2 separate regions of the Mus musculus genome follow, and region 2 is linked to region 1. The links are chromatin contacts, called in public HiChIP or PLAC-seq maps. All regions are on one chromosome and are shown on one strand. The core of a region is the stretch at or near the end of the contact, and the rest is flanking DNA. Distances in the headings are between cores, read along the strand shown. Region 1 overlaps Rab31 (RAB31, member RAS oncogene family). Region 2 has its middle 44 kb from the start of Gm20742.

Evidence for each region. HiChIP or PLAC-seq counts read pairs in DNA pulled down with a chosen protein or histone mark.
Region 2: an HNF4G HiChIP or PLAC-seq map of pancreatic cancer cells shows a contact between it and region 1. The contact joins two enhancer-like sites.

Annotation. Positions count from the first base shown.
Region 1 is chr17:65,700,516-65,706,430 of GRCm38.p6, reverse strand. All of the region lies in intron 3 of Rab31 (RAB31, member RAS oncogene family), which reads left to right. Among named protein-coding and RNA genes, the nearest start is that of Gm35477, 61 kb to the right of the region's middle. Within about 2 kb of position 2,505, at least 160 of the 459 cell types and tissues checked have an H3K27ac peak or open chromatin away from gene starts, as enhancers often do. A contact at or near this core is called in pancreatic cancer cells, where this site is marked.
Region 2 is chr17:66,233,470-66,239,384 of GRCm38.p6, reverse strand. No RefSeq gene overlaps it. Among named protein-coding and RNA genes, the nearest start is that of Gm20742, 44 kb to the right of the region's middle. Within about 2 kb of position 3,669, at least 30 of the 459 cell types and tissues checked have an H3K27ac peak or open chromatin away from gene starts, as enhancers often do. A contact at or near this core is called in pancreatic cancer cells, where this site is marked.

The sequences.
Region 1 (5,915 bases), core at 1,256-3,755:
CTGTGTACCAGGAGCCTCTGCTGGCCATACTTCGCTTTGCAGCCTGTGGGTGAGGCAGGTCCTCCCAGACTTCAGAGATTTCCGGTTGGTACCCCTAGGCTGGCTAATGTCTCAAGTATGTTGTGTAGTGGGGAACGCAAGCAGATCCACTGAGGACTGTACTGTAGGGTCAGGTTTTGTGCTCCCCCAGTGCAGCTGCAGTCACCCCGCAGAGAAGATTGAGCTATGAAGTCCAAACACTCTCCTGGAACTTGAGTTCTTACGTCACCAGTAGCGAGCCCCCAAACAGATAGCTAGCTCCCAGAGTTTGGAATGTCCACTGGCATTAGGCTCAGCACGATCATTCTCTGCAGTTATCCCTCAGGTGAGTCTGGCCCCAGCAACCAAGGGTCAGGACTGCTGACCACAGTGCCCTTCATTGCTGAATTCCTCAAGATATCTGCATTGGACCTTCTTCTCTGCAACCACCTTCCATGGCTGACTACTAGCCAAGTGCCGCAGCAGGTTGTAGGTTTCTATTCTGTGATGGTTCTACTCTCTCAGGCTCTGGGATTACCTTGGTCTGAAACAACAGGTTTCTTCCGGTATGACTCAGGCACAGAGTGGCAAAATGGTCCTTGTCCTACTTTGTTTTCTGAACTGAGACATCGCAGCAGAAACTCAGGCAGTAACTGAAGCAAGAACCATGCTGACTGGCTTGCTGTCTGGCCCACCCTCAGCGAGTTTACTTATGTAGTAGCCCAGACCCACCCGCCTAGGGGATGGTGCTACCCACAGTGAGCTGAGCCTTCCCCCGTCAATCACTGGCCTGATTGGTGCAACCCCTCAGCTGAGGTTCCCATTTCCTAGGTGTCCCTAGGTTGTGCCAAGTTGACAGGAAAACCTAAGTCTTGGGCCTCTGCTCAAATGCTGCCCTGTTACACAGGATGACTTCCTGTCTTCTCAACTTAATCCAAGACTCACAAGAACCATTTGCTTGTCTGTTTAAAGCGTTCAATGGGCTCCTTTTGGATGAGGCTTCTGTTTGTCTTCCCCTGCTGGGAAATCGGAGAATTTAACTTACACGTGCAGGGAAAAAGTAATTTCAGTGGTAACCCTATGATGATGCTCAGTATGTGTTTCCAAGGCCTTGATAGAAGAGTTGAGGTGGGGAGTGGGTTGTGGCCCCTGTGTGTGCATCTGTGACACCTGTGTGACTCCAGTGTGTGCAGCTGCTACCCTTGTGTGTGCTGCTTGTGACCACTGTGTGCGCAGCTGTGGCCCCTGTGTGTGCATCCGTGAAACCTGTGTGTGCATCGGTGTGCACATCTGTGACATTTGTATGTACATCTGTGACTTCTATCCATGTGTCTGTGACCCCTATGTGTGCATCCGTGTGGCTGGGAGCTTGTTGAAGACCTCTGGCTCCCTTCTTTACCATGAACAATTCTGGCCCATGTTAGACTGTCATCCCACTCTACGAGGGCATTTCCCAGTTTCATACTCAGGGCAGAAGGAACAGGAAGAACGAAGGAAAAGACACGTCCCACTCTCTACGATACTCTTTGCTCTTACTGTGCATTCTCTAAATGCACTGAGTGTCAGCTGCATCTGCTGGCATGGGAGGGTAATCTGGGGTGACGGCAGAAACAGAATCGTAGGGCAAAGTCCAGCTCAGGCATCCCCACAGCTTCGGCTCACTACATATCTTGATATGCCCTAAAAAACAAACAAACAAACAAACAAACAAAAAAAAACCCAAAACCCAAAAACCAAAACAAAACAAAAAAAAACCCAAAAAACCAGGCAGTAAAAAGTAGAGAAATGGCGGGAGAGGTGACGCCCAGCTATAGTCCAAGTGCTCAGGAGACTGATGCAGGATTGCCACAAGTTAGAGTCTAGCCTGGGCTACATAGTGTGAGACCTTGTCTCAGTAAACTGAACAAGGAAGTGAAGGGGAGCTGGAACGGGGAGGGAGGAAAGGCAGGAAGTGAAGGTTGGATGAATATGGCCATGTTATGAGGACCGGCTAAAGGAAAGCAGCAAGGGCTTGCAGCTGGAAGAACTGCAGTAAGAGGCGTGGGGAACGAAGCAGCCCCCTGCCGAGGTGGCCTCTTTGGCTCAGCTCCAGTCCTGCAGGACGCTTAGGAGTATTTACCACCGTCTTTGAAGAGCTCTCTCTACCTGGTCTCTCCAAGGTGACCTGAACTACAGAGCACAACAGCAAGCCCTGAGCAGTCGTCCTGTTTGGGCCTGATCTGGCCTGCTGTGCTTGACTCTTGTCGGAACCAAGGCTACTGCAAGGTCAGAACAGTGTTGTCTTGGCGCTGTTAGCCTTGAAGATGGATGTGGTGTCCCGGTCAGGTCATCAAGACTATCTAGTCCTTAGTGATGAGGATGCCTGATGTCTCCTGTGAACAAATCCTCCTGAAAAGATGCTGTGTCTGCCGAGACTGATGGCCTGATGAGGGTTCCAGCTGTTCTATGGGGAGGTTGGAATGTAGCAAGTCCAGACACTGCTTGCCTTATTTTCGACTAGTTCAAACCTCAGAATAGCTATTCCCTGACCAACTCTGTGTCAGAGCAAACACCCTGTGACTAATAACCTCTTGGAACCTAGCCACTTAACAGACAACTAGCTTCTGCCAGCCCCAAAGCTCATATAATGTCTTGGGTCTATAGATAGAAGCTTCTCTTATCTCTTGCCTGACTCTCTGATGTACCCGCCAACATATTTTAAACTTGTCTTGATTTATGACTTTGTTCTGTAAAATTATTAAAAAAAAAAAAAAAACTAAACAAAACTGCTTCCAAATTGCAAGTGGGATTTGGAGTGATCGAAATCTGTGGTCCTCAGCCTGTGGTCACTCAACCTGGCTGCAGAAGAAACTCTCATTCCCTTTAAGATGAGAGCCCTGGTTTTTGTTTTGCTTCAACACTACCGAGTCAAGTGTGAGTTTGACCCAAAGTAAAGGAGGCAGATACAAAACAAAGGCAGAGTGTCAGGCCTTTCACCCAGTCCTTGTGGGCTCAAGTGTGGAATCAGCCTTTTTAGCAAAAACGGGTTTGAGGCAACTATTATCACGAGGTATCATTTTGGACTTTTAGGAAATTCCTAGGCTAAATTGAGGCTCATGACCTTACGAAGCATGCACCCCTTCAACAGAACACATGTTTATCCGTGTATGATATCCCAGCTCATGGAAGATTCTAGTTCTTTGTACCTTCTTCTCCTTCTCCTCCTCCTTCTCTTCTTCATCTTCCTTCTCCTTCTCTTCTTCCTCCTCGTTATTTATTATGATTATCATCATCATCATTATTATTATATCTGAGAACTGAACCTGGGGCCCCCTGAGGCTGCTAAGAACAAGCACTCTACCACTGAGCGATACCACCTACACTGTCTTATAAAAACACTCGTCTTGGCACTATAGACGGCTCAGCAGATTAGAGCACTGGCTGCTCTTCCAGAGGATCTGGGTTTGGCTCCCAGCACCTCTTTGGCAGCTCACCATTGTTTATAACTCCAGTTCCAGGGAATCGACACCGTCTTCCGAGGTCTTTGGTGCACTCTTTGGTACAGGTAGACATGCTATCCTGCAACCCACTATGTAGACAAGGCTAGCCTCACACTCTCAGAGATCTGCCTGCCTCTGCCTCCTGAATGCTAGGATTAGAGCCCCCACATCTGAAGAAGCACTTTTGGATTTAATGACATATTTATTAAAAAGGAAACTATTAAGAAAGACGTTTCTTGTTATTGCATAGGTTATGTATCATTTAAAAAAAAAACCAGTTTCTATTAACTCAGAAATATTAAAACCACCAGTCCTTGGGATGACGGTGCCCTTCTTTGGTGCTAACCATTGTGAACAGTTCCCTCCATTGTCTCCAGGCACTCTCTCTGTTCCCCCTCCATTCTGTCAGGTGTCAGGATGTTGGGGCAGGCATATTAACTAGGCTCTCTTTTCAGGGAAGAGAGAAGGTCTGTGTGAAACTGGGACAGAGCGATCCTTCATTACTGTTTTTCCATTCAGCTTCTGCCAGCTGAGCACGCTGGGAATGGCAAGAATTTTCTTCCATCACTCGCCTTTGTTACAGTTCTCCGGGGCTTTGGGGCCTTTTGGCTTCTGCCCTTGACTCTCCCTGGCCTTGACTGTGGCTGCTCTGCATTCCTGGGCAGGGCTGGAGCTTCTAATTGGGAGCTGGCACCTGAGGCCTATCTGCAAACTGGCCACAGACTAGCTTTGTCCCCGGCTGCCTCTGACTCTCCAGGGATAGATCATTCTCTGAAAACTCACTCTGCAGGATCCGTCTTCCAAGATCCGTCTCCAAGATCCGGAACCTGAAGCCAGAATGTCTGGCAGGGCTAACTCTTCATCTGGGGAGCAGAGCCCAGCTGGAGACATATTTGTTTGGAAACTTCATGTCTTTTCCTCTACGGCTCATTCCTGACCTGCAGTTTTGCTACTGTGAAATTTATGAAGTCATCGCATGTGATTAAAGAAGCTTGTTTGGAGAATTTCCTGGCATAATACTTTCACTGTATTCGAGAAAGGGGGAAAGAGGGAGGGAGGAAGGAAGCAGGGGGATGGAAAAGAGGGAGGATGAAGGGAGGAGAGAGAGGGGTGTGTGTGTGCGTGTATGCGTGTGTGTGTGTGTGTGTGTGAGAAAGAGAGAGAGAGAGAGAGAGAGAGAGAGAGAACAGTCAATAGGCACTCAAAAATGCCCATATGGAATGTGGAATCCTGGCAACTTCTTTCTCTTGTTCTGTGACCTTAACTACACGCTAAATCTGAGCAATTGATCCTAGGCTAGAACCCCTAACTCTCAGATAAAATAGCTCCTTTCTCTCAGTTTATTACCTCAGATACTTTGTTAGCGTGACAAGAAGCTGACCGCTGCAACATTCACCCGCCAAAGCTGAGTAGCCCAGCATGCTGAAGGGCATTCCTTTCTTACGATGTAGACAACCTTAAAACGCCAAGTAGTTAAGGCTGGGGAGACAGCTGGGAAGTTGTTAAAAGTGGACGTTGCTCTTCCAGAGGACCGGAATTTGGTTCCCAGCACCCATGTTGGGCAGCTCACCACCACCTCTGTAGGTCCAGATCCAAGGGGATTTGGACATAGACACACACACACACATACACACACACACTAAAAATAAAAATGAAATCTTAAAAAACAAAACAAAACTAGGGGCTGGAGAGATGGTTCAGTTAAGAGCACCTACTGTTCTTCCAAAGGTCCCCACTTTAATTCCCAGCACCCACATGGTGGCTCACAACTATCCGTAATGCCCTCTTCTGACGTGTCTGAAGACAGCTACAGTGTACTCATATAAATAAAATAAAGAACACAAACAAACAAACAAAAAAACCCAAAACTAGTCACATGTCCAAAGAACATAGATAACCATCTCTTTGAAGATTGGCTTTCCAGAATTTTCTGTGCTGCTCTTAAATGGTACCTGGGCACTATCTCAATACTGAAATTTAAAGTATATATATTTTTGAGTAGTCTGTGAAGGATTGGAATTGGTATCTGAAGTGTTGATTTCTAAATAGCCTTTCAAAGGAGGTTTTAATAAGAAAGCTTTTACAGCCGGGCGGTGGAGGTGCACGCCTTTATGGCGGATTTCTGAGTTAGAGGCCAGCCTGGTCTACAAAGTGAGTTCCAGGACAGCCAGGGCTATGCAGAGAAACCCTGAAAAACCAAAAAGAAAGAGAGAGAGAGAGAGAGAGAGAGAGAGAGAGAGAGAGAGAGAAAGCTTTTACTAACGACCTGTAATTGTGACCTTTATTCTGGAAGAATCTTCTGTGATCTTCCTGTCGATATTAATTTTGACCTCTTGGAAGGTAAATTGTATCATGTACACCAGTCTGTGGCTGAGTGTGTGCACTTCTGTTCTCGCTGTGTGGAATAAACGGATATAT
Region 2 (5,915 bases), core at 2,420-4,919, 530 kb before region 1:
AAGGGTCTAAGATTTCTGTCCCGTGACTGACAAAGAGGAAAGAGGAAGAGGAGGAAGAGGATGAGGAAGGGAAGGAAGAGGAGGAGGAAGGGGAGGAAGAGGAGATGGAGGAAGAAGAGGAGGAGGACAACGAGGAGGAGCTATGCTCTCCTGAGGTAAAATTCGGTTCCTCACCTCTCTGGCCTCTTAGGATCGAATATGAAGAGGAGCCCAGGTCTGGGGCGGCTACCAGTGAGCACACAGTGCTCCTGACCCATTCTGCTTAGCACTGTGGAGTGGTGACCTCGCAGCTTCTCAGAAGAAGCCTACTTGAAAGCAGGAAGAATTTAAAAGTGTCAGGCACTCAGGGAGTGTTGTGTCCTCTGAACCCTGTATGTCTTGGTTTTCTCACATCTAAAAGGATGATTGTAGAGGGTCCGACAAAGAACCCCGGGGGTGGGGGGTTGTTTTCAACGTAACTTAAAGTAGGATCTCGGTACTCACTGAATACATTACCTTCCCTCAATAACAGGTTCTTCAGGAGATGTAGCTGAAAACGGTTGGTGACCAATCAGTCCTGTGTGAGGTGAGTTTTATAAGGGAGTCCTGATCTTTTGTGAGCTAAGAGACACTGAGTAGAGGAGATACGTCAGAAGAAACAAGAAAAACAAAGGTAAGGCTCTACAGACGGCAGCCTTCTCACCACGGTACCCAAACTCTCTTCCCAGTCTGTTTTTAAGTCTCCTTCTGGCATCGAACAAGTCTTTTTTCTGAGCCGGCGATGTTTCATTTAGAAGTGGAAGGCACTGAGCTGAGCTGTACCTCAGACCCATTTACTCCGGGACAGTAGATGAGGCAGGTGTGTGCTCGGGTACTTCTGCAAGGAGGACCATGTGTAAAGCGAGTCAGAGGTGGTTTAAGGAAATGAAATGAGTCGTCTTTCCGCATGTATGAGTGTGTGGAGACCTGACCAGGATAAAACAACTACCATTGTGTGCTTGTGCTCACTGCTCGTGGGTCAGGCCCTAGGACACACGGTACAGATGGCTCCATCCGGCCCTTTCCACGAGCTTTAGTGTTTGACGTGACTCATTAAGAGAAGATGGAAGTTTGTCTTCCCTAGGGAGGAGGGAGAGCAGCTTATGTGGCTTAGCACTCGCTGGCACTCTCCTTTGTGTTATGGTTTCGTTTTATGTGTGTGAGTGTAGTTGTCTTAGTCAGGGTTTCTATTCCTGCACAAACATCATGACCAAGAAGCAAGTTGGGGAGGAAAGGGTTTATTCGGCTTACACTTCCATGCTGTTGTTCATCACCAAAGGAAGTCAGGACTGGAACTCAAGCAGGTCAGGGAGCAGGAGCTGATGCAGAGGCCATGGAGGGATATTCTTTACTGGCTTGCTTCCCCTGGCTTGCTCAGCCTGCTCTCTTATAGAACCACCCACAGGGGGCCCTCCCCCCTTGATCACTAATTGAGAAAATGCCTTACAGCTGGATCTCATGGAGGCATTTCCTCAAGGGAGGCTCCTTTCTCTGTGATAACTCCAGCTGTGTCAAGTTGACACAAAACTAGCCAGTACAGTAGTAGAACCAGTTTAAACTTAACCCCCGTCTAGCTTACAAATGACTGAGAGACTCACTCTATCAGTCTTTTATTTGGCCTTGACAATTACTAAGGGGATAACTCTTAACCTACTTTTCTAACTTCTGGCCTGGTTACTACCCTACAGTGTACCCTAAATACTTGCTGTTTCTCCTGGCCATTTGCTCATGGCCCATCTCCCCTTTTGGCTGCTTCCTTCCTCTCCTCTCCTCTCCTTCTTCCTACTTTCCTCCCTCTACAACTCCCAAACAGGTAACTCAAACCCCTCCTCCCTCCCTTCCACTCCCCACCTCCACCCCCAGTAATTGGCTGTAGCCATTTTTATTTAACCAACAGTTTGAAATTAAGGAACAAGGTTTGCACAAAGAAAGCATGAGAATTTACTCGTAGGCAACTAGACCTCTGGGTACAGAATTTAGCATTTATGATAGATACATAGCAACAGACCAAGCCTCAACATGTGAGTGTTTGCATGTATGTCTATGCACCATGTATACCTGGTGTCCATGGAGATCAGAAGGGGGTGTCAGAGCCCCTGGAACGGGAGTTACAGATAGTTGGGAACCACGGCTGCTTGAAAGTAAAACCAGGTCCTGTATTTGCCAGGGCTCTTAACTGCTGAGCAGTTTCTACAGTCAGGTGTCTTACAGACATTTTTTTATAATCCTCGCAATAACTCTGTAAGGTAGCACAAGCCTGAGCTCATTTTCTGCGGTTATGTAATGACGTGTCCTAGAGTCAGAGGCTCCAGGTGATGCTGAGATGCTGTCTCCAAGTCTTGCTGGTCCTCTGCTCAGGGCCTGCAGGATGCAGGCAAAGGGACAGTTAGACTGCAATCTTGCCTTTCTCTTGCACTCAAGTCATCTTCTTGTCTGTCGGCCCTGGAAGCAGCCTTCTGCGGAAGTGCTAGCTCACATCTCTATGGTTGTCCGTCTGATGGTCCTGAATTCTAACTGTCTTGGCACTGACTGGCAGGACTGCTGAGGGGCTGGTGGAGGGTGCTGGGGGGGGAGCTGGGGGGGGGGGGTCAGGGGTGGAATCTTCTGATCACCTGATCATTTCCCCTTTGTGAACTCATTGTCCATTGATTCAATACCTCAGTTACATCTATGCATCCTTTACCTTTGCCATAGCACACGAGGTGACCCCAGGTATTGATCGTGACCCCAGGCATTGATCGTGCACAGTCGCAGGTACCGCACTCGAGAGGAGCAGGTTAGGGTTGAGAGAGCCTGATGAAAAATCCTGTCTGTCCCCAGCTCTGATTTAGAAGGCCCAGGTGCAGTCCTACAGTCCCCGGGCAACACAGAGTGACACTGAACTTCCCAGCAAGTGAGAGAGGCCTGCATCCAAGGCCCCCTCCTATACCAAATCCTCATTCCAAGAGCGCACCTCACAATCCTGCAACCAGTCCTTCGGTGGCAGCGTCTGAAAGCATGCACAGTTCAATGACTTCTTGCAGACACAGGAAATCCACGCACTCAAGTCCAGCTCGAGATGTTCCTCGGAGCTCTTCAGAGTCGGCACTGCAACACAAAGGAGCAGGCAGCCTTCCTCCAGACTCCTCTCTAGGATTTGCCCAGGTATAGTGCCACCACTTGGGGGGGGGTTTCTTGCCTCAGCTTGTGGTCATGCCTCTGCCTGCCCGTGAGCCTCTCACAGATGAGGCATTCAAGAAACTTGGTGGTGTAAGCCTGTAATCCTAGTAAATTTGAGGCCAGCCTGAGCTGCGCAGCGAGAATACATTTCAAGGAAAACTAAGCCGTGAACTCTCTCCCTTACTAGGTAATAATCATCGCTCAGACTCTTACATTCCTGCTCGAAGTACCATGTACTTGGCAGCATTCGAGGTAACTGTTTATTGCATACGGAGCCCTGTGAGTTAATACAGATAGCGCCATTAGCCCCGTGGCCATCTTGGCTGAGGCTGGGAAATACAATCGCTACAAGCCTGCTGGGACCCATCTTTCTCTCCCCAGCATGGATAGAAGATGAAGTCCATCCCCTGCTCTGGAGAGCAGGGTATGAGGAGCTATTTGGTACCTGTACCCTCTGCTGAGCCCCTCAACACTCTGTCACCCTTTATAGGGTAGGGAGGGAGGCTCAAGGGGATTAAAAGACCCGGCTGAGGTCATGTCGTACTGCAGCCTGGATTAAGCCAGGATCACGTGATGGCAACGCCATATGTTTTCTAGTTTGAACTCCTGAATTCTCCCCCCTCCCCCCAACTCTCCCTCCTCCCTTTCAGGTTAAGTATAATCCTAGAAGCCATGAACTGCACTTAGGTGACTGAGCTTTACAAGGATATTTAAGAGTTCTAATGGAGCTTTTTAACAGAAAGGCACATACACACATGCGCGCGCGCGCGTGTCTTTTGGGATGTCTGTTGGGGTGGGAAATGCACCTTACAATGAACAGCGCTGGCCCCAGGACAGCCTGTGAGCCACAGAAATGGTGGACAGGCACATTGTCAGTGGTTTAGCATGCTTTTGGCGCCATCTAGTGGTCGGAGGGGGGAATGTGCCTCTGAGAAAACCCATTCTCCCCCAAGTCATTGGAGCGTGCTTGCCTCCAGGTGAGTAACGTTAGAGCACAGGTTACCCATGATCCTTCCTACTGTGCGCACGGATGTATTTGTCTTTCCTCGTGAGCTCAAGTGTTTTTTTTTTTTTTTTCTATTTCCAAGTCTTCCTACGTTTAAAGAGAAATTCTTTAAAAAGAATTTCCAGAAGCTGGGCGTGGTGGCACACGCCTTTAATCCCAGCACTCGGGAGGCAGAGGCAGAGGCAGGCGGATTTCTGAGTTCGAGGCCAGCCTGGTCTACAAAGTGAGCTCCAGGACAGCCAGGCCTATACAGAGAAACCCTGTCTCGAAAAACAAAAAGAAAAAGAAAAAGAAAAAGAAAAAAAAAGAAGAAGAATTTCCAGAAGATTCGTGTTTTAGATCACTCTTCATACAACAATGCGTAGTTTATCTGGGTCCCCTACGCTGGCATGGACAAGCCTCGTGCTGTAGGAATACCCCAGACCGGCTTTAGGCAGAGGTCAGATGCCTCAGAGCGCCACTTCACTGGCAAACCCACGGCTTCCGCGTATTTCCCAGCAACCTCGGGCCAGGCTTCTGTGAGGACGGTGACGTTTGCGTGGCAATCCTATAAGGTTGGTGTGATTGTTCCCATCTGATAGCTGTAACGCACCCAGTGAGGTTGTGACAAAAAGCGATTGGTGAATTGCGTGGTGAGTGAGAAGCCAAAAGCGGCAGACGGGAGGCCAAAAGCAGGGGAAAGACTGATCACAAAACAGCGCTGCCCCCAAAGAAGGCACAGGGAGAGCGCACATACTCCTGTGGGGGTCGGCCCACTCCTAAGCATTCTCATTAAGGAGTACACGCCTGGGCTTGTTTAAGATCATAAAGCCCATGTTTAAAATACTAAAGCAAAAACGAGCATACCCCTGGGGCATGCTAGTTTGCCCCATAGAATTTTAGATGAAAATAAATGAAAAGCTACTTTGAAGGAGCATTAATAAGAGGGGTTTCACCAAAGGTGCCTACCTCACTCCGGGACAAAGAGTATCACACAGGTTCATTCCCTGTCAGGCAGGCCCGTTTACCTAACTTCCCCTGATTTCTTCTAAAGCGGTGTCTCTACTCTGAGCATTTTGTTTTGCCCTTTATTTAGATATATTATCTTTCTCTAAGGAAGATACTTAAACCCTGTAAAGGGATCGTTCCATTCCGTGTCATCTTTATTTGTACAGATTCTCACAGATTGATTATCTATTCAAGGGCTTCCATCCTCAGCATGCGTCCTTCTGTAAGGAACACGGTGTTGATATTCCTCAAGATGGAACTGGGATTCCCCAGGGTCTGAGAGAAACTCGGATGTTAAATATTAACCTGCAAACGTGTTTTCCCATGGAAGAGGGCAGCCAACAGGATACTGTCAAAGGATAAAGGCTGGGGGGGGGGGGGGGGGGATTGTCCAAGAGCTCCCTCTTGAGGCCAACCTAGAACAACCTAGAAGTAGGCAATAGGCGAGCTGGGTTAGTGTTCCTGGTAAACCGATTTCTAGGCAGGTCATAAAGTGAGTCTGCTCGTCCCGGGCTCAGGAGAGGTATCGCGGTGAACAGTGACTGGGTTACTGATTCCCCCAAAGCCCGTAGGATTCCAGTGCTGACAAAAATAGCAGGCTGCTCCAGTCTTCCCCATGCATATCACGAAGTATCAGACTCCTTGGCAGGGACTGAGCATGTCTGATCTTGGCAGGAACGGGGTTGGGGGTGAGAGGGTGGAACCAGGGGAGGCAGAACAGTGTGCGCATGGGTGGGTGGGGAAA